Linked DNA regions of Mus musculus: regions 1, 3, 4, 5, 6 and 7 are each linked to region 2. A link is a contact called in public ChIA-PET, Hi-C and HiChIP or PLAC-seq data. All regions are on one chromosome and are shown on one strand. Each heading gives the region's core, a stretch centred on a gene start, on an enhancer-like site or on the middle of the called end of the contact. The rest is flanking DNA. Distances are from core to core; before and after follow the strand shown.

Region 1 (3,851 bases), core at 639-3,138, 700 kb before region 2:
CTTCTACCATGCTGTCGCCTTCCAGGGTGAATAGCATACTTTCAAAATGTGAGCTAAAATAAGCCTTCCCTCACTCAAGTCCCATTTTTGTCAGTTATTTGGTCACACGAGAAATAACTAATGCATGTTGAAATACACAAGATCCAATCCTAAGGTACAATGAGAAGCAAAGAAGTCACAGTGCGAGGAGGCCAGCAACAGGTCCACACTCCCTATCAGGAATTCCCCAGAAACTCAGAGTCCACTATGCTAGGATCTACATCTAGTCAGAAAATGGACAACGGCCTTCTGCTTTGCCAAGAACTTTATGCAATTTAGCAGATAATAAGTTGAATGAATAACACATGTTCCCTAAGTTTGGCAGTAGAGTTAAAGGGTGAGTTTTAGAACATTGGGCAGAAACATTGAGTTCCAGACAAGAGCTTTAAACTAAAAAGACAAATATGCCTCTAAAATGTGCCATGCCTGGCGTCTTTGCAGCGGGCCTTCTTTGAGGCTTCAATTTGTATCTGGACCCTAGGGAGACTTTGGGATTAGCAGGGCCTGACCTAAGTATCACATGCAAAACATGGCAGGTGTCGGCAGCTTAAAGAAACGGAAAGGGATGGCAACTACAGAATCTGTGGAAAGCAGCCAGAAGGGGTGGCTCTGGCTGCCCATCTGTTATGGAAAACTAATTCTGTGCCAAGAACCATGCTGAACCTTTTTTTATGTGTATCTGATCTCATATTTCACCAGTGATAGCACATAGATATTATTTTTATTTTTTATTTTATTTTTTGCAAAAGAGCTAGGGGAAGTAGAGAAACTTGTGTCTGTCACACAGATGCACTAGGTAGTAGCAGATAGCTAATCTCTGGCTGGTTCCCAGGCACAGGCTTATGACACCCATGCCTTGGAACCATGCTCAAGCACTGGCTTGTTGACCAATCCTGACTTTAGGTTGACAGTCGTGAGGCAGTATTACACTGTGTTAGTGAGGCACTGAAACCAGCCATGTGGAACTTGGTGTGTGGTTCCCAGGGACAGCTGAACCCCAAAGTCAGAAGAGGAACAAGCAGTCAACTCAGGCATGCTCAATAGACATTAGTGTTGCTTCTGGAACCAGAAGGCTCAGGTTGGCAATTGGGCTATCATTAATACCAGGACTCTGGGTTCAGCACAAAGGAAGAGGCCAGCCAGGATGAGACAGCTCTAGAAGGAAGCAGAGCTGCTGCTGAGGATGTCAGGCACACAGAGAGATGTGGGGAAAGGCATCCTGGCCTCCACCATGCTGCCCAAGCTTCCTTGAGCCCCACCCATCGCTCAAACCTTCCCAAGGCACTGCAGTGAGCTTTGTTTCATCTCATTTCAGTCTGATACTACCTCTGTCCTCAGAGTCCATGTCAGGAAGTCATGACAAAGTGACCCTTGCTGGTCACAGAAACTTCTAGATTTGGACTGATAGAAAACTGTCCCTAATGAATTTTGCTCTCTATGGAGGTGCTTGTGAGAGACAAATTCATTTTTTTTCTTTCTCTTAGATTTATCATTCTATACCAACATAATCCATGACCTTTTAAGTGGAAGACAGTATTGCCCATGACTAACTATATCTGCCTCCTTGCTTTGTAGAAGACAATAATGGTTGTAGCCTATCTGAGCAGCCAGTGGGTCTCAGAACAGAACTAGTTACTCTCCTGTGTGTGGTTTGGGTGTGATGTCTCCCATGTCTGCCACAGGCTCCCACTAGCTCCTGTGTTTGAGCACTTGGCTCCCAGCTGCTGGTGTCATTTTGGGAAGGCTGTGAAATCTTTAGAAGTTGAAGCCTGGGTTATAGAAGCAGGCTCCCAAGTGCCAAGCCTTGAGGGCAATAGCTCCACCCTGTTTCCATCTCATCTCCAGTTTCTGTCCACTGCGGTCATGTGGCCAGCTGTTAAACCTCCAACCACTACAGACCAATCAGCTCTAGCTACCACGGCTTCCAGCATGATGCCTTCTAAATTGCCCACCCCCCCTCTCTCTGAAGAGGATTGGGGTTTTTCTTTACTTTTCTTTTTTCTTTTTTGCTACAGCACTGAGAAAAACTAATATTATTATTCCGATAAAGGAAAGAAGATTTTACTGCTTAGGCAAATACTCTACATTAGCTTCTGTATTTCTTTCTGTGATCTGCACCTCTCCCAGCACGTAGCACAATATCTTCCTGAGGGATGTGGTCAACGGAAATAATGGGAGGAGTTTATTGTCACCCTCCATGGCCAAAGGTGATTATTATAGCCAGCACTTACTGTTGTCTGCATTAGCAGCTAAACATGGGGAATGTTAGCGATCAGTAGATCTTGAACTTATTGTTAATTATCAGGTACCATTGTAACATCAATGGCTTTGCCTGCTTTTGGTTCAGTCCTTTCATAAGCTCAGCTGAAAATGCAGCAGACAAAAGTCTTTAATGTAAATTTCCTGGGAACCCGTGTCTACTCAGCATTTTCCTTTGTTCCGGTTGTGCCCCGTCACCTGCTGCTTCAGCAGTGAGTCCCTGTGCCTTTGATCAGAGCACTGATGGGACTTTCATAACACTTGATATTTATAATCAGAGAGCTGCATGCGGGTTATTGTCACATATTCACAAACGTGCCTCTCCTTCCACTGAGAAGGAGAATATGCCCCCTGATAACAATAAAAGTGACAGAGGTACTCAGTGGAAGAAGTGGGGTTTAGAGGGGACCACCTTGGATTTAAGTGTCTGGAACATTGCCTGGGATGATGGACACAGCCTGGTATCTGCTGAGGAGCACAATGAAGTGAGAACACATGAAATACAGGCAAACTTTTATCTACTACAGAGAAAGAACCTCCTGGGAAAATACAGGCCTGCTAGGAAATGGTGCGGGCATGAAAGGTGATTTATGTTTCCTGCAGGCAGTTCTGAACTAATTCCCAGAATGGCATGAAGGGATTGCCAATTTGAACAGAAGACAAACTGTGCTCTCTGTCCATTTGAAACCATATCACCTACAAGGGTAATACAAATGGCTGGTTTTGGTTGTTTTTTTAAGTCACTTACTTCTAAGGAGATCCAAGGGCTTCCCACCCATGAGTTCATTTACTAGCATGCTGGGAACACTGTTCCCCCATGTGCAAGAGAAGTGCTACTTCCCTAGGTAGAAGAGAGTGACAGCATTCCTCTGTTCCCCCTCACTCTGCTTAACCCTCTCTACACAAGCCAATCTCTCTCTCTCTCTCTCTCTCTCTCTATATATATATATATATATATATATATATATATATATATATATATATATATAGTGCTAGCTGGCTAGGCCCAGTGCACCTGTAAAGCAGCAGGGTCATTTAATCCTGGGATATGGCATGGTGCTATAATCACAGCTACTCCAAAGGCTGAGGCAGGAGGACTGCAAGTTTGAGGTCAGTCTGGGTTAAAGAGTGAGTTCAAAGCCAACCTGGGCAATTTATCGAGAAATTGTCTTTAAAAAATAAAAAGTGAAAGGATTCTGGGATATAGATCAGAGGTTAACGTGGGGACCCTGAGTTCATCCCCAGCATCCAGAGAAAACCAAACAGTCCAAAGCAGGGTTTTTCAAGCCAGAAGATACTTGTGAGTTGAAGCTAAGTGAACCTCACCAAGTCACTGAACCTTTCTAAGCCTTGGTTTATTTTGTCTGTAAAATGGGTATGGTGATTGTCACATTTCAGGATTGTGTGAAACACAGCCAATATAGGCACAGTGCCTCATAGACTGGCTACACACTCAATCCTGGAAAAGCTGTGCCATTGCTCTTACAAAGTTAGTTGACTCTAGAGCCAGCAACATGCCTGCTCCTCATCTCGCTCTCCCGTTCGCCCTGCCC
Region 2 (4,105 bases), core at 1,024-3,523:
AAAAACAAAAAGAAGATGTAGTGTTTGGCAAAACCTGAGGAATGACTTGTCATACACTCGCCTATGGCTGTCACTCCGTCACACACATGGATATATTCCCTGCTCCCCAGCTGTTTCTATAGGGTCATGGACTGTCCCTATACTCTACAGTGACCCTGGGGTATATATACCTGCTTCTCTTCTCTCCATTTAGTCATTACTACAGCCCACTCAATATCTAGAATTTTCTGTTTAGCCATGTAAAATATTTACACTTGGCCTAGCACACAACCAAGGCAATTGACATAAGCTAAAATAGTTTTTTCAAGCGGCTAAAGAATGATTTTGGAAAAGTACAGTGCACCGGAATCTAGCATATTCCTTCAGCCTGACCTCTGGGAAGCTTTGGTTTCAAATGCGTTCTCTCACACAAATCAGTCCACTCTAGCATAACTGAGCTGTTGCTTAGGTAAAGAAGTCTGGATACCAGAGGCAGTCAGAGATTAGTTACTCCATGATAATAATGTGTAAAACATTATTCTGCTAAAACAATAGGCACCTTTTAAAAACTGGGCAAGTACTGCATATTTCTGCTTTGGGATTAGACTGTTTGCATTATTATTGATTTTATGTTTATTAAATACATCTATTTGGTTTTGTTTCCCATTACTTAGAAGTGAACTCATATCAAGAGGGTTAATTGCACACATTAACCTCTGAAATATGATGAAAGTCGTCCTTAGATTTATGAAGACCCAAGATAAACCTTAGCCGGCACTGGTTTTGCACCAATGGTTAAACGTCCCCTGAATGCTGTGTGGAGCTAACACTACACACTCGAGGACACCCAAACGCATTATAAGAAAAATACTCCATGGGGAACGCTAGGAGTTTTCATACCTACTTCCGGTGCCTTTAAAAAGAGTTATATAAACACCACCTTAGATCGGAGTGGTGAATCATAAGCAATTATTGAGTGCCTGCTGTGTACACGGCACAGCAGTCTTTGCTGCTTAACCTTCACTTAAGTCTTTCATAATTTCTCAGTTGGATGAAGTTGTGGGAATTAAGCCGATGGCCTGAAATTCAGGCGCAGAGGCCAAGGTTGTGAAAAATTACATAACTCCTGAGAGAGACCGAGTGCTTTTGCCCGGCCTGCCTGAGTGTTTCTCTTCTCCACCGGCTCCTCGCCACCTCTGAGGCCCAACAGACAACTTTGCTTCCCAGCCCCTTCTCCCTCTTTTGTCTGCTCTTCAGACTCGTTTTCCACCTTCGTACCGCTCCCTTTAGACGTGAAAACAAACACAGGGCCGCGCGCGGGTTGGCAGGGAGACCGGAGGCACGAGGGGACCGAGCAGCTTCGGGCCCCGAGCGCCGGCAGCCGGTTCCCCCCCCCCTCCCCTCGCTCCCCCGGGCCGGGCCCTCCGCGCCAGGCCGGGCGAGACCAGCCGGGTGAGCGGGGCGAGCTGGCGGGCGAACGTGCGCTCAGCGGCGGCGCCCGGGGCCGAGTCCAGTCCGCGTTTTGCGAGTGCGCAGCAGCCCTCGGAGAGAAGCGGATAATAGTTGCTCCGGCTCGCTCGGCTCCCTCACGCCGCGCTGGGCCCGATTAGGCTCAGGCAAGTCGTGCATTTCCCCCCCCCCCCCATATCCGGGTTAGAGAGGGGGGAAAAAGAGAGAGAGAGAGAGCGAGCGAGAGTGAGGGAGGGAGAGAGAAAAGTTTCATTGCAAGCGGAACTAAAAAACTTTCCGCCCGTTCAGGCCGTAGCGGGCGCGAGCCCCCGAGCGCAAAGGCGCGCCCCCGGCGGGCGGCCCGGGGCTGCGGGGGGTGGGGTGGGGAGGGCACCGCGCTTCCCCGCGGGCCGCGTGGATGCGCGCAGGAGGGGCGGCCGGCTGCGAGTGGGGACATTGTCTCCCCCCACCCCGCCCGGCCGCGCCACGCCGCGGCGATCATGGCCGCGCGGGCAGCAGCGGCGGCGCGGGCGCGGGCGGGCAGCGGCGAGCGGCGGGCGCCCTCGGGGCCGCGGCCGGCGCCCGGGGCCCGGGACCTGGAGACGGGCGCGCGCGGCGCGGTGGCGGCTCCGGGCCCCATCCTGGGGGGCGGCGACGGCGGCCTGAATAATGTGCACCACCACCCCCTGCACCCCCGTCACGACCTGAACATGGCCCATAGCGCGAGCGCCGCGGCGGCCGCCAGCTCCAACAGCGCGCAGAGCGGCCGCTCCGAGGCGGCTCTCAAGGAGGGTGGAAGCGCCGCCGCGCTGTCCTCCTCCGCCGCCGTCGCGGCCTCTTCCTCCTCGGCGGGCCCCGGCTCGACCATGGAGACCGGGCTGCTCCCCAACCACAAACTGAAAGCCGTTGGCGAGGCCCCCGCTGCACCGCCCCATCAGCAGCACCACCACCACCATGCCCACCACCACCACCACCACCATGCCCACCACCTCCACCACCTCCACCACCACCACGCACTACAGCAGCAGCTAAACCAGTTCCAGCAGCCGCAGCCGCCGCAGCCACAGCAGCAGCAGCCGCCGCCACCGCCGCAGCAGCAGCATCCCACTGCCAACAACAGCCTGGGCGGTGCGGGCGGCGGCGCGCCTCAGCCCGGCCCGGACATGGAGCAGCCGCAACATGGAGGCGCCAAGGACAGTGTCGCGGGCAATCAGGCTGACCCGCAGGGCCAGCCTCTGCTGAGCAAACCGGGCGACGAGGACGACGCGCCGCCCAAGATGGGGGAGCCGGCGGGCAGCCGCTATGAGCACCCGGGCCTGGGCGCGCAGCAGCAGCCCGCGCCGGTCGCCGTGCCCGGGGGCGGCGGCGGCCCAGCGGCCGTCTCGGAGTTTAATAATTACTATGGCAGCGCTGCCCCTGCTAGCGGCGGCCCCGGCGGCCGCGCTGGGCCTTGCTTTGATCAACATGGCGGACAACAAAGCCCCGGGATGGGGATGATGCACTCCGCCTCTGCCGCCGCCGGGGCCCCCAGCAGCATGGACCCCCTGCAGAACTCCCACGAAGGGTACCCCAACAGCCAGTACAACCATTATCCGGGCTACAGCCGGCCCGGCGCGGGCGGCGGCGGCGGCGGCGGCGGAGGAGGAGGAGGCAGCGGAGGAGGTGGAGGAGGAGGAGGAGCAGGAGGAGCAGGAGGAGCAGCGGCAGCGGCAGCAGGAGCCGGAGCTGTGGCGGCGGCGGCCGCGGCGGCGGCGGCAGCAGCAGCAGCAGCAGGAGGAGGCGGTGGCGGCGGCTATGGGAGCTCGTCCTCGGGGTACGGGGTGCTGAGCTCCCCGCGGCAGCAGGGCGGCGGCATGATGATGGGCCCCGGGGGCGGCGGGGCCGCGAGCCTCAGCAAGGCGGCCGCCGGCGCGGCGGCGGCGGCGGGGGGCTTCCAGCGCTTCGCCGGCCAGAACCAGCACCCGTCGGGGGCTACACCGACCCTCAACCAGCTGCTCACCTCACCCAGCCCCATGATGAGGAGCTACGGCGGTAGCTACCCCGACTACAGCAGCTCCAGCGCGCCGCCGCCGCCGTCGCAGCCCCAGTCCCAGGCGGCGGCGGGGGCGGCGGCGGGTGGCCAGCAGGCGGCCGCGGGCATGGGCTTGGGCAAGGACCTAGGCGCCCAGTACGCCGCTGCCAGCCCGGCCTGGGCGGCCGCGCAACAAAGGAGTCACCCGGCGATGAGCCCCGGCACCCCCGGACCGACCATGGGCAGATCCCAGGTAACCCCCGCGCCCGGCCGGGCCTGCTTCCGCCCGGGCCTCGCGCCGCGAGCCCGACTTTCTTTCTTCGCCGGGTACTTTTCCCGGCGGTTGGCGGGGGTGGCGGGGGCGCGGCGCCGCCGGGCCGGGGCCGGAGCTGGCGGGGCTGGGGAGCCGGGGTGTCCCGCGCCCTTGCTGCGCGCTGCGCTCCCGTGCCAGGCCCGGGACGGGACCTCGGTGCCCCAGGCCGCGCCCGCCCGGGGAGGGCTCTCGGGGCAGCGGGCTCCGGGGCCCGGCTTGACTCCGCCGGCGCCCACGGTGTGCCCTGAGTGGGCGCGGGGAGAGAGGAACTTTCTCTCTTCGGGCCTCGGTCGGTTTCCCATTCCCCTTGCGAGGAGGAGGCAGGGGGAAAAAAAAAACCAAAAAAAAAAAAA
Region 3 (3,826 bases), core at 397-2,896, 820 kb before region 2:
TTAGAAAACAGCTGGCCCTGTAGGTCATATTCAAGTGTTATATATTTAACTCATACAATTAACTGTGTGAGTCTTATAGATTTTAGACACCGTGGGAACTTGGTTACCATGTGTTTAACCACATGATGTGCCCTGGAAAAAAGAGCACATAAGATAAACTGTTGTTGTTGTTGTTATTGTTATTGTTGTTCCTAACTAAGAAAATGTTAAATGTCTTTCTCGGCATTGGGTTTTCTGTAGGTCTGATGAGATGGCAAGATGGCATAAGATGGTGGGAGTGGGGTTCAATGAAGTAGAAGACTGGGTCGTGGAAGAGCAGAAGTGTTCACAGGAATCTGTGCAAAGTACAGAACTAAAATGAATCGCTTCTGTTCGATTCTCAACCACTTTCAACTTGTTCTGACACACGCTACAATAATCATTAAATGCTCAGTGAGTGATGGAAACAGTTTTATTTGCAACGATTGCACTTGGTTTTGAAAAGCATAAGCGTGTAATTCAAAATGGACTGTTTCAGCTTAAAGAGAAATGCCCCCAAAGGCCTTGTGCTGAATGCTTGGGAGCCAGCCTGTGGTGCTGTTTGGACAATGGAAGCTTTAGGGGGTGGGGTCTCTTTGGAGGATGTGGGTCAGGAACACACATTTGAAGGATGTGTGAAGAGGCTGGCTTCTTCCTCTCTGTCAGCTTCCTGTCTGTTGCAATGTTAGGAGGGAACTGTTCTGTTCCTACTGTCTCTACATCTGCCTCACTATAAGCATAAAAGCAATGGGGCCAGCTAATCACTGGCTAAAAGCTTTTTTGTTTTTTGTTTTCGGTTTTGTTTTTTTTTTTTTTTTTTTTTTTTTCGAGACAGGATTTCTTTGTATAGCCCTGGCTGTCCTGGAACTCACTTTGTAGACCAGGCTGGCCTTGAACTCAGAAATCTGCCTGCCTCTGCCTCCCAAGTGCTGGGTTTAAAGGTGTGTGCCACCACTGCCTGACACCTAAAAGCTTTGAACCATTTGGTCAAAATAAACCTTTATTCCATAAGCTGGTTTCCACTGAGCATCTTGTCCCAGGCACAATTCTCTGACTTCATTGAATACTTGGTCTTTGGCGGAAGGGTGCCTCACACTGACAGCAGCAAGCAAATGTTACAGTTTCTGCAGGGAAAATACAGTATTTCTATCTCTGTGGCGCTTACCTTTGTGTTTGATCTCTGGGATTTCTAGAGCTAATGATATACTGTAGCCAGCTAGAAAGAGCATCTGTTTTAGGAACTGAGAACTTACAAGAGTCATTTGTCTAGCTGATCTGTTCTTATTATTCTTTTCCCATCCTGCACCACTATTTTTCTCCACTGATCAAATTTACACAAAATAAAGGGATGGAGAAAAATACCAAACAACCATAATTTCCTCTCCTTTCCAACGGCACCTTCCTGTTAAATAATTCTTTGAGCTATAAAACACTCAACTTTCTTTTTCCTTTTCTCTTGGTAAGCATGAGTTTTCCTTTCCCTTTAAACAGAAGCCTTTCACTCACTGGGGCTTACACGCTTAACGATAATGTGCTGGAGTTCGCCCAGGAGAACAATACGTCCATTAATCTGCCTCGTGCTTAATTGGTAACTACTGTATGGGCTGGCATTTCAAACACAGATTGCAAATGTACTTGAATTAGTTACTGTTTAATTGATACAAGTGCTACTCAGCTGAGAACCAACACGCTGCTACTGTAGGAGACTTGAAAGGAGAGATGGGGGGGGGGGGAAAGAGACTTGATTGTGGCTCACCCTTTGTATGTTTACATCAACTATTCACAGAGTATAATTACATTTCTGTTCACATTGCTGTAGCAGGCACTAGACCAAAACAGACGGCAGAGGCATACCTGTAAGGCTTGCTGACATAAAGAGAAGCAGCCACCTACAATTCTGTCATCCACAGTCTTCATTTTATCCCTCCCCTTCCAGCGGTAGTTATGTATGTATGACCGAGGTTGGGGTATGTGCTATTTATCACAAGATGGAATGCCTAAGAGGATAATTTTGACAATCTCTCCAGAATAGCAGGATTTCAAGGAAATAGAACACTATCATGGCAATAATTCAACTCTATTGCCTTTCACACCAGTGTTTTCTTTGAACATATTTTTGACAGAGAAAAATTAATTCCTTGAGATTAATTCCCAAACAATTCTATGTAGGCATGCCTTGCAAGAACCATTCAGCTTGCCTTTGAACTGAAAATGTTTTGATCTGGGATGTGTGCTAAGATTGGGCCTGGGATGTAGCTCATGGGTAGAGTATGTGCAAAGCATGCACAAGACTCTGGCTCTGTCTTCAAATGGAAAGGCAGAACTCCTCGCTGGCTATGTCCTATGCACCCACACTTACACTAGGGCACTCAACATACAGTTTCTTGCATATCCCTCCAAATAGCCTTTCTTTCTTCTCCAGTTATAATCTTTTCATCATTTTCTGAGTCCCTGCAAAGTAACTCGACAGGGAAAAAAAATCATTAAACCAAACTTTGTTAGAGTTAGCACATTTTTAGGCTTTAATGATTTTGATTTACATAAGGCTAAAAGCTGCTGTCTTGATTTTGCAGGTGTATGTGGATCACAGAATAAATGGAGGCCTTTTATACTCAGAGTTCATAGAAAACAATCACATTTATTTTGTTCAATCTTCAGTGAAAATTCTGTCACTGGTCCAGAAAGTGGTTATTGAGTATCTATTGAACATCCAGTTTAGTCTAATATTATGAAAAACTCATCTCAATAAAACTGCCAATGAGTTTCTAGCTGACACAGAGAAATAGTTTCTCTGCCATTTAAAACATTATTTAAGGGTAGGGGAGAAAACTAAGTAAAATGCTTGCCAAGCAAACACAAGGACCTGAGTTCAATCCCCGGTGCTCAGGTAAGAAGTTTAGGTATGGTGGCACTTGCCATAATTCTGGTGAATTAGTGTAATTGGCAAACACTCTGGGTCCTATTGAGATATTTTGTCTAAAAACACGGAATAGGTGTTGCCTGAGAAGTATACCCAGTATTGCCCTCTTAACTCCCCATACACATATGTACACACACACATACACACACACACACACTCATACAACTCATTATTCACTCTGGATAGTGTAATTTATCTTTGATCATGTCCTGCAATCTGAACTTGACATTGATATTCTTATTTAGTTTGGTTTCTTTGATGTTAAAGCCCATCTGGTTTGTATTCAGCCCCTCAGAGGGCTGCTTCTCAATTGCTTCTGGAAGCATCACACTTCCTGCCCCTCCTCCCCCAAACATTTAAAAATGGAATGAGTGGCTGGAGAGATAGCTCAGTTAAGAGCACTTGCTGCTCCTGTAGAAACACAAGGGTTTAGTTTTCAGCACCCATAAGGTGACTTCCAAGCCCCTGTAACTCCAACTTCAGAGGCTCTAGCGCCCTCTTCTGGCTTCCATATATTCTCTGTATATACACCATATGGTATATGCCATATGGTATATATACAGACAATGAGGCACATGCAGTTAGGTGGATGGATGGGTGGGTGGATGAATGGATGGATAGGTAGGTAGATAGATAGATAGATAGATAGATAGATAGATAGATATCTCAGATATCTTTCTTATTATGCACTTTCTTTGCTTAGTCTCATGTTGGCTTCTGACTCCAACCATATAACCTACATATATAAGAAAATAAATTATGTATCATAATTCTCATGGATTATTTCCTCTGAGAAAATTTTTTAAAGACCTTTATAAAACCATTGGAAAAAAACTCAGATGAAGCATCCAGTTGTCCTTTAGGTCCCTGTTTGGTTCTTTAGTTATC
Region 4 (4,060 bases), core at 361-2,860, 950 kb before region 2:
AACATTTTCATTTACAGAGAAGGGTTAGGCAGCACCCACCCACCTGTCACTATGCATAACTCTAGTGCCTCTGTCTTAACTTACTGTATTATAACCTCACCCAAGAACTCTCCAGAACTAACTACCTTATAACTGCACTTAGCAAAAGAGAGGAAGGAGGAAAATGGCAGTGGAGGTGTTTTGAGCAGTCTTTATGTGTCTTTGTCAGCACCAAAATGTTATATATGGTTAATGCCAAGATAATCAATCCTGTTTATCATTTCCATATTCACACTTGGTTGTTTTGCTGTCAACAACTCTTGCTGAAAGAAGCCCACAGCCAAGCTTCCCGCTCTTTATTTCCAATCACCCCCATTTCTCCTGAACCCTTGTGCTTCTGGGAGATATTAGATTTCTAATAAAATCTCCAAATTTACTTCATACTTCCTGCTCTGAATTTTTTTTTTCGGCATCTAAGTCACTCATCTTGGCTTGGCCTGAGACTAGTTCCCTAAGAACCCAGGAGAACCCCTTGGGATGTTGAGGGTAAAGGTGTAAATGGAGCTGGGTCTCTGTCCACTCAATGCTAATGTGAACACATAGGAAAACATCTCATTAGATATATTCCATACAAACCTTTTAATATGCTCACTGAGCAAAGAAATGAAGAAATGGACCCTTTGCCCTTGCCTGTGTTCCCTACTCTTTGTGGTCCGGCAAGCTGTGGAGGTCTGTGAATTTTCCCAGTGTGATGTACAATATCTAGATGACTGACAGGTCCTATCTTCACATGATATAGGTCAATATCACCACTTCTGCCCATATCTGTCAGCTGAGAGGTTGAGTTTTACATGGGGGTTGGGGGCAAAGGTGTGCATAGTTAAACAGCCCTGGAATTACTGACTCAGCATTGCCTCTGCTCATCTCCTCTCCTACATGATAATCTGAAAACTTGTTAGAACACAGAAAAATCTCTTTCCCACAGCCGAGCTATTACTCTGGCTTTTACTGAGCTGCTTGTCTCAGTCTCTCCCCCTCCCCCTCCCCCTCCCCCTCCCCCTCCCCCTCCCTCTCCCCCTCCCCCTCCCTAGCAAGAGATTCCTGTCAAATCCCTTTTTTGTTTTTTTTTTTTTTTGTTTTTTTTTTTTTTTAGGGAACCATTGTTTTCCTAGACAGCTTGCCAGACAGAGGACATGGGTATCTCTTTCCAGTACGTTTCTCTGCCAGGATGGCTACAAGCTGTCCAATAAAAGACTTGAAGAGCTAACAGGCATTTGTTACTTTGTTTCTGAAGATCTCCAAACCACCCATTGAAACCCAGCCTAATTTGAACCCCTGCATTCTTTGTACTCACCAATCCAAACCTCCGCAGAGGACAAGGAGGCAAACACATGCCCAGCAATCAGCAAATAAGGAGGCAGGCAATTGGCAAGTCCGCCCACACCAGCACTGAGGCTGGAAAATAGCGGCCAACAGAATTCTTCAAGGACACTTTAGAGCAGTCTGGGAAGCTCAACATAGCTGTCATTAACTGGGAGGCTGCAAGAGCCAAGGGTGGTTCAGGGGCTCTGCAATCAGCAATAGGGTGGCTTGGTTCCCACAAAAACATCATGCTGATCATACAGCCTGAAATGAAGGACCATGAGTGGCTGGGAGTGGCGAGAGCCCTTAACCAAGCAGCTGACAATACCCAAATCAGTGCGAGGGGCAGCAGGTCACAGGCAATCTTTTCAGAGACCTTCCTTAGAGAGGAAGAAATAACATCAGTATTTTGCAGGCTTCTCTGTGAAGACATGACTTATGTACTGTGGTTTAAAAAGAAAAAATAAAAGGAGGGTAATTTAGAATCTCATGTCCCTTTTGTAGCTATGCAAGTTATAAATTATAGTGTTACAAAATGTAGCCATTTTAGTTCCCAGTGGGTCCTGTTCTTTGTGTGTGTATTTATCCAATTGTCTGATTCGCTTAAGTTTCTAACTACAGGGTCTTGTTCTGGCTTTTCCAAATGAATAGTTCTAAAAAAGGCAAAGCAACAATCAATTTTTAAAACCCAGATTTACTCTGCTTAGAGTCATATAAGGATAGTTACATGGTTATACAAAACTGCTCCGACCTGGAGACAAAAGGCCGGGGCAACACCTGCTAGTGACTGCAATTGTCATTTTTCTTTGCTATGAATGGTTCTCTATCTTTCACTGGGGTCGCAGCTCAGCCTGATATTGATCTCCTGGGCCTTGTTCAAAGTGAGATGACGGGTCTATTTGGAATGATAAGTAGATAAGGATTATAAATTCACCTTGAGAATAAATAAAAATAGCTCTTCTGACAATTTTTTTTTTTACAAGAAAGGGAAGTTAACCTACTTCATAACAAGCAAGATCCTTTCCTTCACGGCGATTTCATTAGTTACTAGCCTCAAAAATGGGCTTTATATTATTGGATTTTAATAATTTTTAAGCCACTAGAAGAATTATAGATTAAAAAAAAAAGATTTCTCCCATTCTGAACCAAACTTCCTTACTTCAGACTTCTTTTGTATTATATTTAGTGTGTGTGTGTGCGTGTGTGCGTGTGTGCGTGTGTGCGTGTGTGCGTGTGTGCGTGTGTGCGTGTGCGCGTGTGCGCGTGCGTGTGTGCGTGCGTGCGTGCGTGCGTGCGTGCGTGCGTGCGTGCGTGTGTGTGTGTGTGTGTGTGTGTGTGTGTGTGTGTGAGGGGAGCATGCATGTATAGATCAAAGGAATTCCTGTTCTTCTTTCACCACGTGGGTCCTTGGAATTGAACTAGGGTTGTCAGGAGTGGTGGCAAGCACCTTTATCTGATGAGCCATGTCACCACCCCATCACTGCAGACTTCTAAAATAGAGATCATACAATCCCACATTTACAAAATAATGTGTTCTGCTTCATCCAGATTCCTGCTATGCCCTACTTTTCATCTGTGATGCAAAAGCTGCTAACATAAATCTCATTTAACCTAGCAGACTACACATAAAGAATGCTTCCAAATCTGAACTGGAGTTAAACGGGAATGTTAATAAATGGAAGTAGACTGTATCATCCCTTGGCTTCTCAATCATCTTGCTGAGGTGTCTGTTTACTTGGGTTAGGGTCAATCTTGATTGTCAACTTGATGGGATTTGAAATTACCATGGAAACAAATCTCTGGGCTTGATGGTGAGATATGATCTCGATTAGGTATGTTGAAGTTGGAAGGCATACCACAAACATAGTAGCTTCACTCCATGGGGTAGGGTTTGGAGCTAAATACAAAGGGAAACTGACATCTGTCAATCATTCTCTGCCTCTTAAAAGAGAATGTAATGGCCCAGCTGCCTCAAAGTCCCGATGCCATGATACCACCTCCATACCCCAGTGATGGACTATAACCTCAAATTAGGAGCTATAATTAATCTTCCCTTCCTTAAATTGATTTTGCCAGGAATTTTGTTGTAACAAAACAACACAAATGATACTTTTACACAGCTTATATATGCACATATGTATTGGATGTCTACCACGTTTCTTATGCTTGTCAAGGTCTTGGGACTGTTTTAAAGCAAATAAACATTTTCCTTGCCTCTTACTGTTAATGTATTAGTGAACAATGTGAGATCAGAATATTCTAGAAACACAAAGAAAGGACATCACAGCATATCAATTAAGGGCAACCTCTCAAGTCTGATATGTTATATGAACTAGAATCGGCTCACCTGTTGTCACATGCTAGAACTCAACAGTAACAATTACTATTTCCTTAATGTGATTCTTTAAGAAAATATGCTATTAAAAATAAATAGAAGGCGAAGTTTACAGGGAGACCTCTCTGCTATATTTTGCAAGATCTTGTGAGCACATAATTATTTTTAAATTAGCTTTTAAAAGGGTCACTAGACAGATGATCCAGAGGTGTCTTGTTTCAATACCTTGTTATGCATATGTGACTTCATGTACAGGTGACCTGCACAGTCACATAAGAGGTCAACTCAGAACATCTTGAAATCATCTTAATGCGCTTCACTGTTTCAAGCATTTATTCTAAAGAATTTTCTCAAGATCCAATGGATTTATATCTACATAGATAT
Region 5 (3,826 bases), core at 1,106-3,605, 720 kb before region 2:
AGAAATTTTAACATTATAATTTTTTAATTCTTTGAGAAGTTTAGATGTGCACAGAATGTGTTTTGATCATAGTCAGTTCCCACTCATCCCTGTAACTCAACCCTGATCCACATCCCACTCTTTCCAACTTCATGTCCTGTCTGTATTTATTTTGAATAACTTCCTGAGTCTACCTTTTGCTACCCATATACACATGGGTGTGGAAACATCAACTGGAGCATGGTTGACCTATCAGTGATTATGTCTTAATTAAAACATATTCTTCCTCCCCAAGAAGCCATCAACTGTCAGTATCCCTCATCGCTGGTTGGGGATATTCCCTTGGTCTCTCCCCAGAAACTTGCAGAAATGTTGACTGATCACTCTTGCACAGATCTTATGCAAGCAAGCACAAAGTAGTGTGAGTTCATGAGTTGGGAAATCCTGTCATGTCTAGAAGATACTGTTTTGTTTGGGTTCTTTCTCACACCTGGCTGTTACAATCATTCCATCTCCCCTTTCTCGATGATCTCTGAGTCTTGGCATATAGAGTTTCATCAAAATTCTAATACTGTTTTGTTTTGGGTTTGGTTTGGGTTTTTGTTTTTGTTTTTGTTTTTGTTTTTTGTTTTGTTTTGTTTTTTAAGACTCTGATTCTAAAGAGTATACAGAAGCACAAAGAATCTAAACCATTCTTCAAGATTTGGACAATAAAACTAAAATTATATATATAATATATATTGTTTTTTCAAGACAGGGTTTCTCTGTATAGCCCTGGCTGTCCTGGAACTCACTCTGTACACCAGGTTGGCCTCAAACTCAGAAATCCGCCTCTGCCTCCCAAGTGCTGGGATTAAAGATGTACACTACCACCTCCCAGCTAAAGTCATATTTCTAACATACATTATTTTATAATATATGTTTTTTTTAATTTTTTTAATTAGGTATTTATTTCATTTACATTTCCAATGCTATCCCAAAAGTCCCCCCTACCCTCCCCCACCCACTCACAATTTGTTACTATTAAATTACAAATATATAGATCTATGTTGTAAAATAAAAATCAGTAATGAACTTAGAAATGTATGGCTAATTTTGACAAAAATGATTCAGTGAATGATATAATTCAATAGCATAGGGATAATTTTCTTCAACAAATTTTGTCAGGAAAATTAGATGACCAAGAGTGAACCAGCCTCCAAAAAAGCCTTGGTGATTTTTGTTTGTTTGTTTGTTTGTTTGTTGTTTTTGAAGTCCTAATGTAGATTCATCTCACTTACTAGGACCTGATTTATACAAGCATCAGAATATGGTGGACAGGAGGTAGGGAATGTTCAGGAAGGAGTGATCCTCAGAGTATATTAGATCATTTTTATTCCCATGCTCAACATATTTGAGTAACTTCTTATCTTACTCAATGAAACTCAGTGTCTGCCTTGGCTTGACAAAAATGTTTTATGACTAGCTCTCTGACCTCATTTCCCATCGCTGCCTCCCTTACTCTATTGACACATGGATTTCACTCCTCAAAATCTTCCTTGACCTTGATAACTCAGACTTATCATCTAACAGGTATATGGTCCCAAAATTCTGTTTCCCTAAAATGATATTACATATTTCCCAAAAGAAAATACACATATAATTTAGACAACACATTGTATCATCTGATCCTTGGTTTCACTCAGTCAAGTGATATATTTGTTATTGGTTATATTGGGAACATGATAATGTCTACCATGGGGCTGAGGAGATGTCTCAGTTGATAAGATACTTTCTCTGTAAGCACTGAGGATGGAGCTTTCAAACTCCTTATCCATGCAAAACCTGGATGGATACAGTAGCCCACATACATTTCCAATCCTCAGGACAAGCTGCTTAGATGTACTTGACAGATTGATGTGATCCAGGTATAGCAAGAGGCCCAGACACATTATAGAAGGTGAACCATGATGCAGGAAGATACTGACATCACCTTCTGGCCTCTACCACATATGTGAACACACATAAACATATACATGTATTTCACACACATGTATATGCAAACATGCCTAGCAGAAGTGATAGAATGCAAGCATGTTGGGAATTAAGACAGAGGGTAGTGAGGCCTTTGGGTCAACTTATTTCTTTGCTCTGTTGTCTTTCCTCACTACTTGGCATATATTATTGAGCAGGAAGCACTTAATGCTAGCTCATAAGTACCACCCTCCCATGTCAGCATGGAGAGTCTGTATGCTGACAGAGTCTTTCTTCTCAGTGTTCTTAATCTCGGTTTCATAAAGTTATTTTTTTATCCCCACAAATCATTACTGCATAATGTGTTTCCCCAACTCTCAAATCATGCACTTCCCCATTAGCTCAAAAGGCTGTATGCTAAAGACAAAAACCATACCTCCATGTTCCTACATATAGAATTTTTGTGGTTTAAGAGCCTCAGTGAGGAGATGTCTGAAAATAACCTCTCAGCAGGAACAAGACTGGTACTGGGCCACATCCTCTGAGAGGCCCCAGGGCTGGATTTCCTTCCCAATTTCTGACTCTCCCCTTCAAAGAAACCCCGTACTTAAGAATCTTGACTTTCACATCAGTTGCAGAAATCTCCGACAGACACACGGAAAGAAACCATCTTTCTGGCTATGATGTACTGTGATGTTTACCATCTTGAAAGAGTCCCTTCTTAGTCAGCTGCACAGTAAGTCACCCACTGCTTCACCCAAATCACATCCCCTAAGAGAAGACTCCTGGGGATGCAGCTGGCGTTCTGTCACTCCCAGGTGACAAGCTGGCACAGGACGATTTATCTCCTCCATCCATCGGTACGAAAAGCTGGTGCTGAGGTTTTCAACAGGACAAACAAACAAACCGACAAAAACCAGGGAGGAAGTTGCAGGTCTGGCTTGTGAATTCATCAAGCACTGACTTCATGAAATGTTAATGAACAGATTCATGCAGGGACTGGGTGGAACTCATCAGGCAAACCAAAATGCATGCATTTAAGGCAACAAGAAGGAGAGAGAGAGAGAGAGAGAGAGAGAGAATAGAGAGAGAGAGAGAGAGAGAGAGAGAGGTGTTAAATCTATATGGTCTAAATGACAGGCAAAATAAATAGTATCATTTTGTCTCCATGCCTGTTTGTAGACAGAGAGATGCAAGGAGACAGAGACGACAGAGGGACATCACTCAGAGACAGTGTTGTGACATTGTACTACAAATCTTTCTGCAAGGTGAATGTCCTCTTTTCATAAAATGCCCTGACAGTGATTAACTTTAAAGGGGCAGAGTTATTCAGCTTACAGTCCTAGCTTAAAATCCTCCACTATGGGAAAGCCAGGGTGCAAACTTGAAGCGGCTGGTTACGGTCCACAGGGAAGAGCAGAAAGAAATGGTTATGTACAGACTTAGACTTTACCCAACTGTGTCTACTCATGCCATCCAGGAGCTATCACCAGGGGATGGTGCTGCCCACTCTCGGCCTTGTCTTCCCACAGCAATTCATACAATCAAAACAACCCCTTCAGATAGGCTTGCCAACCAGCCTTACCTAAACAATTCAACTTTGAGACTCTCCTCCCAGGTGATCCCAGTCTGTGTCAAGTTGACAATTAAAACTGACCATCATGGAAGCCAAAAGCTGTCCTTGGATTTGCTTAAACAAAGGCAAGAGATGCTTGCTCCAGGCTTAAGGTGGGAATCCCTTAAACAGATTTTCTTCTAAAATATGGAGGTTGCAGATATATGACAGGTTGGAGGAGGCTTTTGTGTGTGTGTGTGTGTGTGTGTGTGTGTGTGTGTGTGTGTGTGTTTCCTGAACAAAGCTGCTTTTCTTATGCTAAGAACCCTAACTTCTGCC
Region 6 (3,724 bases), core at 77-2,576, 800 kb after region 2:
TCAAAGGCTTTCATGGCCCCATTTCTTTTCCTATCATGTGTTTCCAAAATGTCATAGTCCACACAGAGTACAAGTGGAGACAGGGGCCAGCTCTAGTTTGCTTGTATTGTTCTGATGAAGACCATGGCCAAAAACCACTCTGGAGGGGGGAAAAGGTCAACTGTAGTCTGTCTTACAGGTTAGAGTTCAGCGTGAAGGAAGTCACAGCAGGCGCTCAGGGCAGGAAGCTGGAGGCAGGAACTGAAACAGAAAGACCATGGCTTGCTTACATAGCTTGCTTTCCTATACAGCCAGGACCACCAGTGCAGGGTGGCAGCGTCCACAACCCACAATGGGCAGCCCTTCCCCAAACCCACCATTGACCATTAATCAAGAAAATGTCCCACAGACATGCCTACAGGACAATCAAATGAGGCATTTACACACACACACACACACACACACACACACAAACACACACACACACACACACACACACACTTAACCTCTATGCTGTCTTGGTTCCTACCTACACAGCTATCCTGGTAAAGTAGCCTCTGAACTAAGTTTTATAAAGGCCAATTTAGGCCAGGCATGGTGATGTATGCCTTTAATCCCAGCATTCAGGAGGCAGAGGTAGGCTTATTTTTATGAGTTTGAGGCCAGCCTGATCTACAAAGTGAGTTCTAGGACAGCCAGGGATACAGAGAAACCCTGTCTCAAACAAACAAACAACAAACAAACAAAACATCCAAATCAGTGAAGGAGTGAATGGTCTTGGCTGCATGGCGTGAAAGGATTCCAAGTCCACAGAACAGCACTAGCATTGGAGTTCTGAAACTGACAGGTCCCTGTGGCAAAAGCTCAGGTCTGAGGACGCTGGTGACAAGAATGCCTTTAAGAAACGGACAGGTGCTAGGTTACCTGCTGAGAAGCACAGATGTCATTTGGAAAGCTAAGAGGAAGTGGCAACATCAGAAATGTGGCTTCCGAACCTTCCTCCCAGCAGTGTGGAGGGAGGATGGATTCAAATTCCGCGGGTCTGAGGAATAGAGAGGGCACTTGGGGCTTCTGGTTGCTGAGCCAGGCTAGAAGCAGATGGACAAGGAAGGCATCAATGAGTGGCAGAGGTGCGATCCAGGGATGACTCAAAGATTCTGGCCTGTGTCACCAGGCAGAGGGTGACATCATTTACCCTCAGTGAGCTTCAGTGGTGAGTCTGCAGCTTATTAGTGCTGTGCTATCACCAATTAGGTGTTGAGCACTCAGGGGCTGCAGCCACTCAAGCATGGACAAGGAAGTGATAAAGAATGAGCCGGGAGGGGCCGCCATGCAGCAGGAAGCTGCACGTGGGTGACTGGAGTTCCTGATGAGGAAGTGATAAAGAGCGAGCGAGCTAGCAGGGGCCGCCATGCAGCAGCAAGCTGCACATGCACAACTGGAGTTCAAAGGTGAGATGGGCACTAGAAGTACGGATCCCGGACACGTGGATTTAGAGAAAGGAGAACAGAAAACCAGAAAAAATCCTGTCCGTGTCCTGAGAGACACCATCGGTAAGGGACTGATAGAGGAACAAAAGTTTGGAAGAGCTGTCAAAGACAAAACAAAATGGTAGAATTGTATAGTATTAAAAATCGGGTAGTGGGAGGGCAGTCCTGCTCCCTGAGAAGTCAAACAGAATAAGGACTGAAACTTAGCTGTCATATGTATCAAAAGAATGAGCAGTGGCACCACTGGCTGGCAGGACCCCTGAGATCCGTGAGTGAAATGCCGCTGAATTCTAGGAAAGATGGGGCCAAGCAACGAGCCCAGCTGCTGTGCTGAAAATGACCCAAATAGTCTCCAGAGGACCCGAATTGATGGTTCAGGAAGTCTGTAAGCTGGTTAATGACATAGCCATTATTACAAGTTAGATGACATAAATTTACAAAATGGATAAGTTATGCTAAAAAGAAGGGTAATAAACAAGCTAGTTATGTCACTTATTAAGTATGATTTCTTATTACTGATGCTGCCCAGGTCATTCACATACTTTCTAGCTGTGTATAGGGAATGCTATATAACCATGAGCTACTGGGCAGCTTCCTGACTCACTCGTTGATACGGGGAAGGCTCAAAAATGGCTTTGGTAAGAGTGTTCATTCCATGAGAATCAGCAAATGTACAGTCCAGAGTCCTTTCTTTCCAGACATCTGGCTCTCGGTGCCAGGATACCACTGAAATGGAGTCACAGGATGACACCGTCCCCACCCACTCCCACCCCAACCCTGTCCTCCCCATGGGACGTAGCCAACAATTCAAGTCTGGCCCACAGTAGTACTGGTCATAATCTGTCTGTCAACGCTGATCGTGGGTAGGTCGAGCAGAGATCGTTCGTTCTCTACTTGGCGTGCTGGTGTTGTGGCTCTAAAGAACTGCCTAGGTATGGGATCCAGCTTTGTGTCACAGAGGAAATGGATTCCAGCTTCCTGGCTTGACACTGAGGGCTGGACCCTAGGCCCAGAAGAAATCCAGAGCTGGATTAGAAGTCTAGCTGGTAGCTGGTCGCCTATACTGCACTTGGATGAGGGCGAAAGGCAGCAGGAGAGGCACTCAGTGCCCCATTCCCAGACGAGGAGGGCTTCTCTCAGCCCTCTCCTCGCTGTCTCTCAGCCTGGCCACACAAACCTATTGGAGGCTACAAGGTACGCAAATGGGGAGGCTGATGCCGACAGCCAAGCAGTGGAAAGTGAAGTTTGTTAAAGAAGGGGGAAGAGAGGGAGAGAGGAGGGAAGGTAGGGAGATGAGGAGGAGAAGAAGGAGGAGGAGGGGGAGGAGGAGGGAAGAGAAAGGGAAGAGCAAAAGAGGAGAGGAGAGGAGAGGAGAGGAGAGGAGAGGAGAGGAGAGGAGAGGAGAGGAGAGGAGAGGAGAGGAGAGGAGAGGAGAGGAGAGGAGAGGAGGGGGAAGGAGAAACCAATAAATATAAGAGGTTGTGTTTTGTTTTTTTAAATTCACTGGACAACATGAATCATAGATGTATGAGTCACTTGCTACCTTTGAAAGCCCACAGGGGAAAGAAAGGCCAGAGGACACAGGGAGGACTGAGCACATCGCCTAGAGAGGCTTTTGAAAGGAGAAAGCCATCCAAGTGGCCTTCCTTCTGAGATTGCTTCTCACTGCCTCTTCTGCAAACCTCTAGTTAGAGCCCAGATGCACAGCTCTGGGCCAGTCCTAGGTTAACCAGTGGACTGTGCTGGGAGAGCTGACACTAAGCTCTTCTTCAGTTCCTTTCTGTGGTGCTGGTTTTGTAGAACTTCTTGTTTTTTGAAGTGCTGGGGCTGTGCGACTCTTTCCCAGTCAGAGGACTGCGTGGATGGAGCTGCCCTCGGGGTTCTGCCTGTGACCGGCCTGGGGTTAAGGTGCATCGAAATAGACCCTGAGTGTGCTCTGCCACGGCTGGGAGGGGGATTGCAGTGAAGTCAAGGAGAGCTAACTCTGAGTTGCCACTTTCCTGTTGTCTAGCACTACTCTACATAGCAGAAGACAATTGAACATAAAAAGGGGATTTGGGAAGAGAGTTGGGCCGGGGTGGGGTGGGGGTGGGTGTTGGAAGAGAATTGAATGTAAGATATGGAAGGCTTGTCTGAGAGAGCAGGTTCTGGGCCCTGTGAACTGCATGCAGCCCAAGGAGTGGCTTGGAGCCTCTGGTTCTTCATGTGAAATGGAGCCAAGCAGACCCGACCAGCACCCTGGGCTATCATCAGCA
Region 7 (3,925 bases), core at 183-2,682, 770 kb before region 2:
GATGGGACAACGTAACTCTATACAATAGGCGTCAACCTTGCCAGGAGGAAGGAGTGACTATCTATCAATCACAATAGCTTACTAAGGCTGATTTAAAAAAAAAAAAGTCTTCACTTACTACTCCATTTGTTTGATTTTGTATTGAAAACGGCCTTTATTTTTTTTAAGGCTCATGAGACCTAGCTGCCAACAGAAGGTGCTCTTGGTTCACAGAGCAGCTCTCTTCAGGAGCAAGCAGATGCAATCATTTTGCTCTGGCACACATCAGTACAGTGCACGGAAGGGAAAGCATGCCCCATCCGAATCAACAGCATCAAACTTTCTCCACTCTCGCAGATGATCATTCCCATCCAGTCTCTGAGAAATACAAACCAGAGAGATGGCTTTATTCCCATTCTCACAGAAAAAAAAAAAAAAAAAAAAAAAAAAAAAGGCAAGTGTTCATCCAAGCCACTAGAGCTAAGTAGTCATCCCAGGGATAGCGCCATCTTGTCACATATGCTGAGAGATTACATAGAAATTGTTCCTTGTGCTTCTCTTGTGTTTCTCTCTCTCTGTCACCACTCCTACATGGAATACCACTCTTCCTAACTTTTCCACTTTGGCTACCAGACCCAGGATGCCAGAAGAAAGAAGTCAGTATGGAGTAAGAATGCAGGATGGTCCAGGCTCTCCTGAGCAACATTAAGGACCAAGGAGACCAGAGCACTGCTCATAAGCCAGCTGGTATCTACAACTGCTTCCCACAGGAAATCCCTCAGGCAGGGCACGGGTGAGCTTAAAGCTAGCAGGTTTCTTGAGCAAGTCCAGAAAGATCAGATTTTCCTGTCAGGATCCTATCACTCATATGAACTTTCTTGGTGAGCTTGGTGAGTATTCAGATATGAAGGGCCTTCTCTGTTCCTTGTCTCTTACATGGATAGAATGCCTCTTTTGCAATGCTTTTGAGGTTCTTTTTTTTCTGTTTAAAAATCCAGAAGGGTATACAGCTCAGTGCTAAAGTGCTTTTCTAGCCTCCCAGGACCTTGTGTGTGATCCTTATGACAAAGTTTTTTGTTTTTTTTTTCTTAATCCCTTCCCCAAATTTAAATTTACCAAGTCTGACAGCTATGAAAAAGTAAGCTGAATGTGAACATGAGCCATGGTGTACCAAATAAGCCGAGATTATTATAAATCAAGATTATTTTAGTTTCATTTGTTTTTTTACCAGTTGAGCTTTATAACTCATAGAAAATATTCATATATATGTATATATATATATATATATATATATATATATATATATATAGACACTCCCTTATAATAAACACAGAAGCACACTGCTCCCAGAATCTCTGGCTTGGCGGAATAAAAATGATGATATTCTTAGTTCCTCACATGAGGGGTGGAAAAAAATCTCCAAACACTCCAGGCTTTTTATAGCCCTGGCTGCTGGGTAGCACTCACTTCGGTAGCAGCCCTGGATAGCAAAGGAGCCAAACGATGCTAATGGGGCAAACAGAATGTAATTGCTTATGTGTGCTGGTTATATCCTGAAACAAATTGTTTCTTAATGCTGAGGTCAGACAGGGTTTAATTAGGAGAAATACAATTGGTGTAAAATTCTGCAGCAGCCTGCTTGTTTGGTGTCATGCCAAGTCAACACCTAGTCTCTCCAAATGGAAATTTTCATTAGAGGCCATTGGCAGCTCTAGTTAGGCTGAGTTTCAAGTTTTCCAAGTCTCCTGGTAGTGGAAACCTGAAACTCAGCATATCTACGGCCTAATAAAGGGCCATCCCCTTTGCATTCACAAACACTTCACCGTGTGCGCATGGTCTCTCTCTGGCTTTCACATACACCGATGGCCCCGTTTCCTCACTAACTAAGTGCACAGTTCCCACGGGAGTGGATGAACTGAAGCAATCGCCTCCTCTCCTTGACTCCTCTGCCCCGGCCCCCCACTACTCCCAATGCTAATAATACTTAATCTCGGATCAGCACATTATTACTTCAAAAATATTTTCACATGCACCACTTCATCCAATCTCGCCAATAAACTGAGCGGCTAGTGAGTTTTATATTTATAGATAGTGACTTGTCATAGGTCACATCTCTGATGGCTAAAAATAGATCCCAGCCTCCCTCCTGCTTGTTGGCCTTGGATTTAGGCTAAACCACAGATCTCAGAGCTTATACATATATTTTTTTTAAATCCATGTTTGCTCGTGTCAGTGAAACACTTGCAAACTGCTCTCTGTTGATTCTCTCCTTGATTCATTTTATGCAATAGCTATAAAGACATATGAGCAAAGGGTGCTATTCTCCAAAGCTGCACCAATTTCCCTAAGATTTTACAAACACATGACCTTTTCTTGTGTGCTCTTCCTTCTATATTCGCCCTTCCCTTGCATTCAACGGCCTGGATTAATGCCCGTGGCGAGAATACTGCTATTTACATTAATTTTAAGAGCTTGGGTCTTCACACCTTCAAGGACAAGGTTTGGCCAGTGTTTCTAATATGTCTTGTGTCATGAAAAAGTGTTTAATTTATTTGGAAAATTTGGCTTCGAGGCTGCTATTGTTTCTCTCTTCCTCACTTCCTTCTTTTTTATTTTTTCCTTCTTTTCGACTGAAGGCAGTTTTCATTACAGTGACAAAAACCCCACTATGTTAAAGAAAATTGCACAGAGAGACACCCCCCCCCCCAAATCTATCTACCCAACAAAAATCTAAGTCATTTTCCCCTGCAGTATCATATCAGCAGTAACCGTCATGGGTTTAAAGACATATGGGAACAAGTTTTCATTTTTATATGTGATTCTGAATGCTGAGACCCGAGCTCCTGGTGAGTTGAGCCGCACTTCATTTAGGTGCTGGGCCTCTGGGCCTGAGGTAATGTGCCTGGTTAGGGTCAAGGTAAAGCTAGACAGGGCAAGCAATTACTAAGCCATCCTTCCTCCTGGGCTCTGCTGAACAGAAAGGCCATGGGGAGTCTCACTGTGAAGGATGGTTTTTCAACCGCCCGGGATTTGGTTCCAGAGAGATTGGAAGTGATTAAGAAATTCTACCTTGCAATGTCTGCTGCAGATTCCTAGCTGATATGCAAGTCTTCTCCCTTCCCCTCCCCCCTTTCCCTTTAGACCAGGATTGCCCCTATTCCATGTCAGGCACACACCAGAAAGGAAAAGGCTCTTGAGTTGGCTATATTTACATTTTACATGTCTGGTATTTAAACTTTTCTAAGTCTGAAGAGATGGCTCCCTAGTTAAGAGCATTTGATGTCCAAGCCTGAGATCCAGGTCCAGATCCCAGCATCTATGTAACAATAAACGCAGATGGGGTCATACACAGACGCCCACGATCTCAGTACTATTTGAAGTAGAATTAGAGGGCTGAATGGCTGGGGTTTGCTGGCCACCATCCTCACTCCAAGTTTGGCGAACAATACTGCCTCAAGACAATTGGGCACCTGACTTTCTCCTCTGGTTTTTTACATGGGTGAGTCTGCACACAAACAGACACAAAGGAAATAAATTTTACCATTCATTCAGTTAAGTCCTCCATGGACTTGTCCCGAAACAGGGAGTGCTTGTCTTAAGAAACTGATGAACTGGGAAACTATTTGAGCTTAAGTGTGCATTCTGCATTTGTAGATGCTCAGTTGGGTCCCCAACTGAGAAGCAGAAAACCTCATTCAGTTGAACAGCACTGCTCAGGAATCTTTGTGCCTTCACCTCAAACATCTACCGGCTGCCGAGGCTCCCAGCATAAGTTAACGCATGAGGCCGTACTTTATAATCCTTTCACCTTTGATAACTTTATCATCAAAACAGAACTCAAAAAGAAAAACAAAACAAAAGACAAAAATCAGGCACACATTGAATATCTCAGACATTTCGATATGCCCTGATTCAAAATACAGGAGAGAAAGCCTGTCTGTTCAAA

The links. HiChIP or PLAC-seq counts read pairs in DNA pulled down with a chosen protein or histone mark. A called contact is a pair of places that touch in the nucleus more often than the background predicts. ChIA-PET counts read pairs in DNA pulled down with a chosen protein or histone mark.
Region 1: a contact with region 2 is called in a Hi-C map of cerebellar granule neurons, with 5 times the contacts expected there. The contact joins the enhancer-like site here to the promoter of Arid1b in region 2. A contact is called at or near these places in 3 of 39 promoter capture datasets (the C10 cell line, hippocampal neurons and pre-B cells), 3 of 484 Hi-C or Micro-C datasets (cerebellar granule neurons, myocytes and ventral hippocampal neurons) and 8 of 115 datasets of contacts at active chromatin or transcription factors (astrocytes, craniofacial prominence, embryonic forebrain and 5 more).
Region 3: a contact with region 2 is called in an H3K4me3 HiChIP or PLAC-seq map of pro-B cells, with 6 times the contacts expected there. The contact joins the enhancer-like site here to the promoter of Arid1b in region 2. A contact is called at or near these places in 8 of 39 promoter capture datasets (the C10 cell line, cranial neural crest, embryonic stem cells and 4 more), 2 of 484 Hi-C or Micro-C datasets (adipose-derived mesenchymal stem cells and myocytes) and 8 of 115 datasets of contacts at active chromatin or transcription factors (SST interneurons, astrocytes, craniofacial prominence and 5 more).
Region 4: an H3K4me3 HiChIP or PLAC-seq map of embryonic forebrain shows a contact between it and region 2, with 5 times the contacts expected there. The contact joins the enhancer-like site here to the promoter of Arid1b in region 2. A contact is called at or near these places in 3 of 39 promoter capture datasets (the C10 cell line, hippocampal neurons and pre-B cells) and 2 of 115 datasets of contacts at active chromatin or transcription factors (embryonic forebrain and forebrain).
Region 5: a contact with region 2 is called in a RAD21 HiChIP or PLAC-seq map of pro-B cells, with 8 times the contacts expected there. The contact joins the enhancer-like site here to the promoter of Arid1b in region 2. A contact is called at or near these places in 3 of 39 promoter capture datasets (the C10 cell line, frontonasal cranial neural crest and stem cell-derived epiblast-like cells), 1 of 15 datasets of contacts at CTCF or cohesin (pro-B cells), 1 of 484 Hi-C or Micro-C datasets (cortical neurons) and 6 of 115 datasets of contacts at active chromatin or transcription factors (astrocytes, embryonic forebrain, forebrain and 3 more).
Region 6: an RNA polymerase II ChIA-PET map of memory CD8 T cells shows a contact between it and region 2, with 22 read pairs. The contact joins the promoter of 3300005D01Rik here to the promoter of Arid1b in region 2. A contact is called at or near these places in 1 of 484 Hi-C or Micro-C datasets (CD4 T cells), 3 of 115 datasets of contacts at active chromatin or transcription factors (memory CD8 T cells, pancreatic cancer cells and thymic regulatory T cells) and 1 of 9 other capture datasets (liver).
Region 7: a contact with region 2 is called in an H3K4me3 HiChIP or PLAC-seq map of forebrain, with 8 times the contacts expected there. The contact joins the enhancer-like site here to the promoter of Arid1b in region 2. A contact is called at or near these places in 4 of 39 promoter capture datasets (the C10 cell line, hippocampal neurons, pre-B cells and 1 more), 1 of 15 datasets of contacts at CTCF or cohesin (pro-B cells), 2 of 484 Hi-C or Micro-C datasets (cerebellar granule neurons and cerebral cortex), 9 of 115 datasets of contacts at active chromatin or transcription factors (SST interneurons, astrocytes, embryonic forebrain and 6 more) and 1 of 9 other capture datasets (pancreatic islet).

The regions. Positions count from the first base shown.
Region 1 is chr17:4,296,398-4,300,248 of GRCm38.p6, forward strand. No RefSeq gene overlaps it. Among named protein-coding and RNA genes, the nearest start is that of Gm41516, 110 kb to the left of the region's middle. Within about 2 kb of position 1,889, at least 21 of the 459 cell types and tissues checked have an H3K27ac peak or open chromatin away from gene starts, as enhancers often do. A contact at or near this core is called in cerebellar granule neurons and myocytes, where this site is marked.
Region 2 is chr17:4,992,801-4,996,905 of GRCm38.p6, forward strand. It overlaps Arid1b (AT rich interactive domain 1B (SWI-like)), which reads left to right and starts at 2,274. Exons shown (of 20, transcript NM_001085355.1): 1 at 2,274-3,692. The coding sequence starts at 2,295.
Region 3 is chr17:4,176,040-4,179,865 of GRCm38.p6, forward strand. No RefSeq gene overlaps it. Among named protein-coding and RNA genes, the nearest start is that of Gm41516, 15 kb to the right of the region's middle. Within about 2 kb of position 1,647, at least 10 of the 459 cell types and tissues checked have an H3K27ac peak or open chromatin away from gene starts, as enhancers often do.
Region 4 is chr17:4,038,886-4,042,945 of GRCm38.p6, forward strand. No RefSeq gene overlaps it. Among named protein-coding and RNA genes, the nearest start is that of 4930470H14Rik, 42 kb to the right of the region's middle. Within about 2 kb of position 1,611, at least 33 of the 459 cell types and tissues checked have an H3K27ac peak or open chromatin away from gene starts, as enhancers often do. A contact at or near this core is called in embryonic forebrain, where this site is marked.
Region 5 is chr17:4,274,491-4,278,316 of GRCm38.p6, forward strand. No RefSeq gene overlaps it. Among named protein-coding and RNA genes, the nearest start is that of Gm41516, 83 kb to the left of the region's middle. Within about 2 kb of position 2,356, at least 18 of the 459 cell types and tissues checked have an H3K27ac peak or open chromatin away from gene starts, as enhancers often do. A contact at or near this core is called in pro-B cells, where this site is marked.
Region 6 is chr17:5,797,331-5,801,054 of GRCm38.p6, forward strand. It overlaps 3300005D01Rik (RIKEN cDNA 3300005D01 gene), which reads left to right and starts at 1,327. Exons shown (of 3, transcript NR_045081.1): 1 at 1,327-1,430.
Region 7 is chr17:4,219,364-4,223,288 of GRCm38.p6, forward strand. No RefSeq gene overlaps it. Among named protein-coding and RNA genes, the nearest start is that of Gm41516, 28 kb to the left of the region's middle. Within about 2 kb of position 1,433, at least 10 of the 459 cell types and tissues checked have an H3K27ac peak or open chromatin away from gene starts, as enhancers often do. A contact at or near this core is called in forebrain, where this site is marked.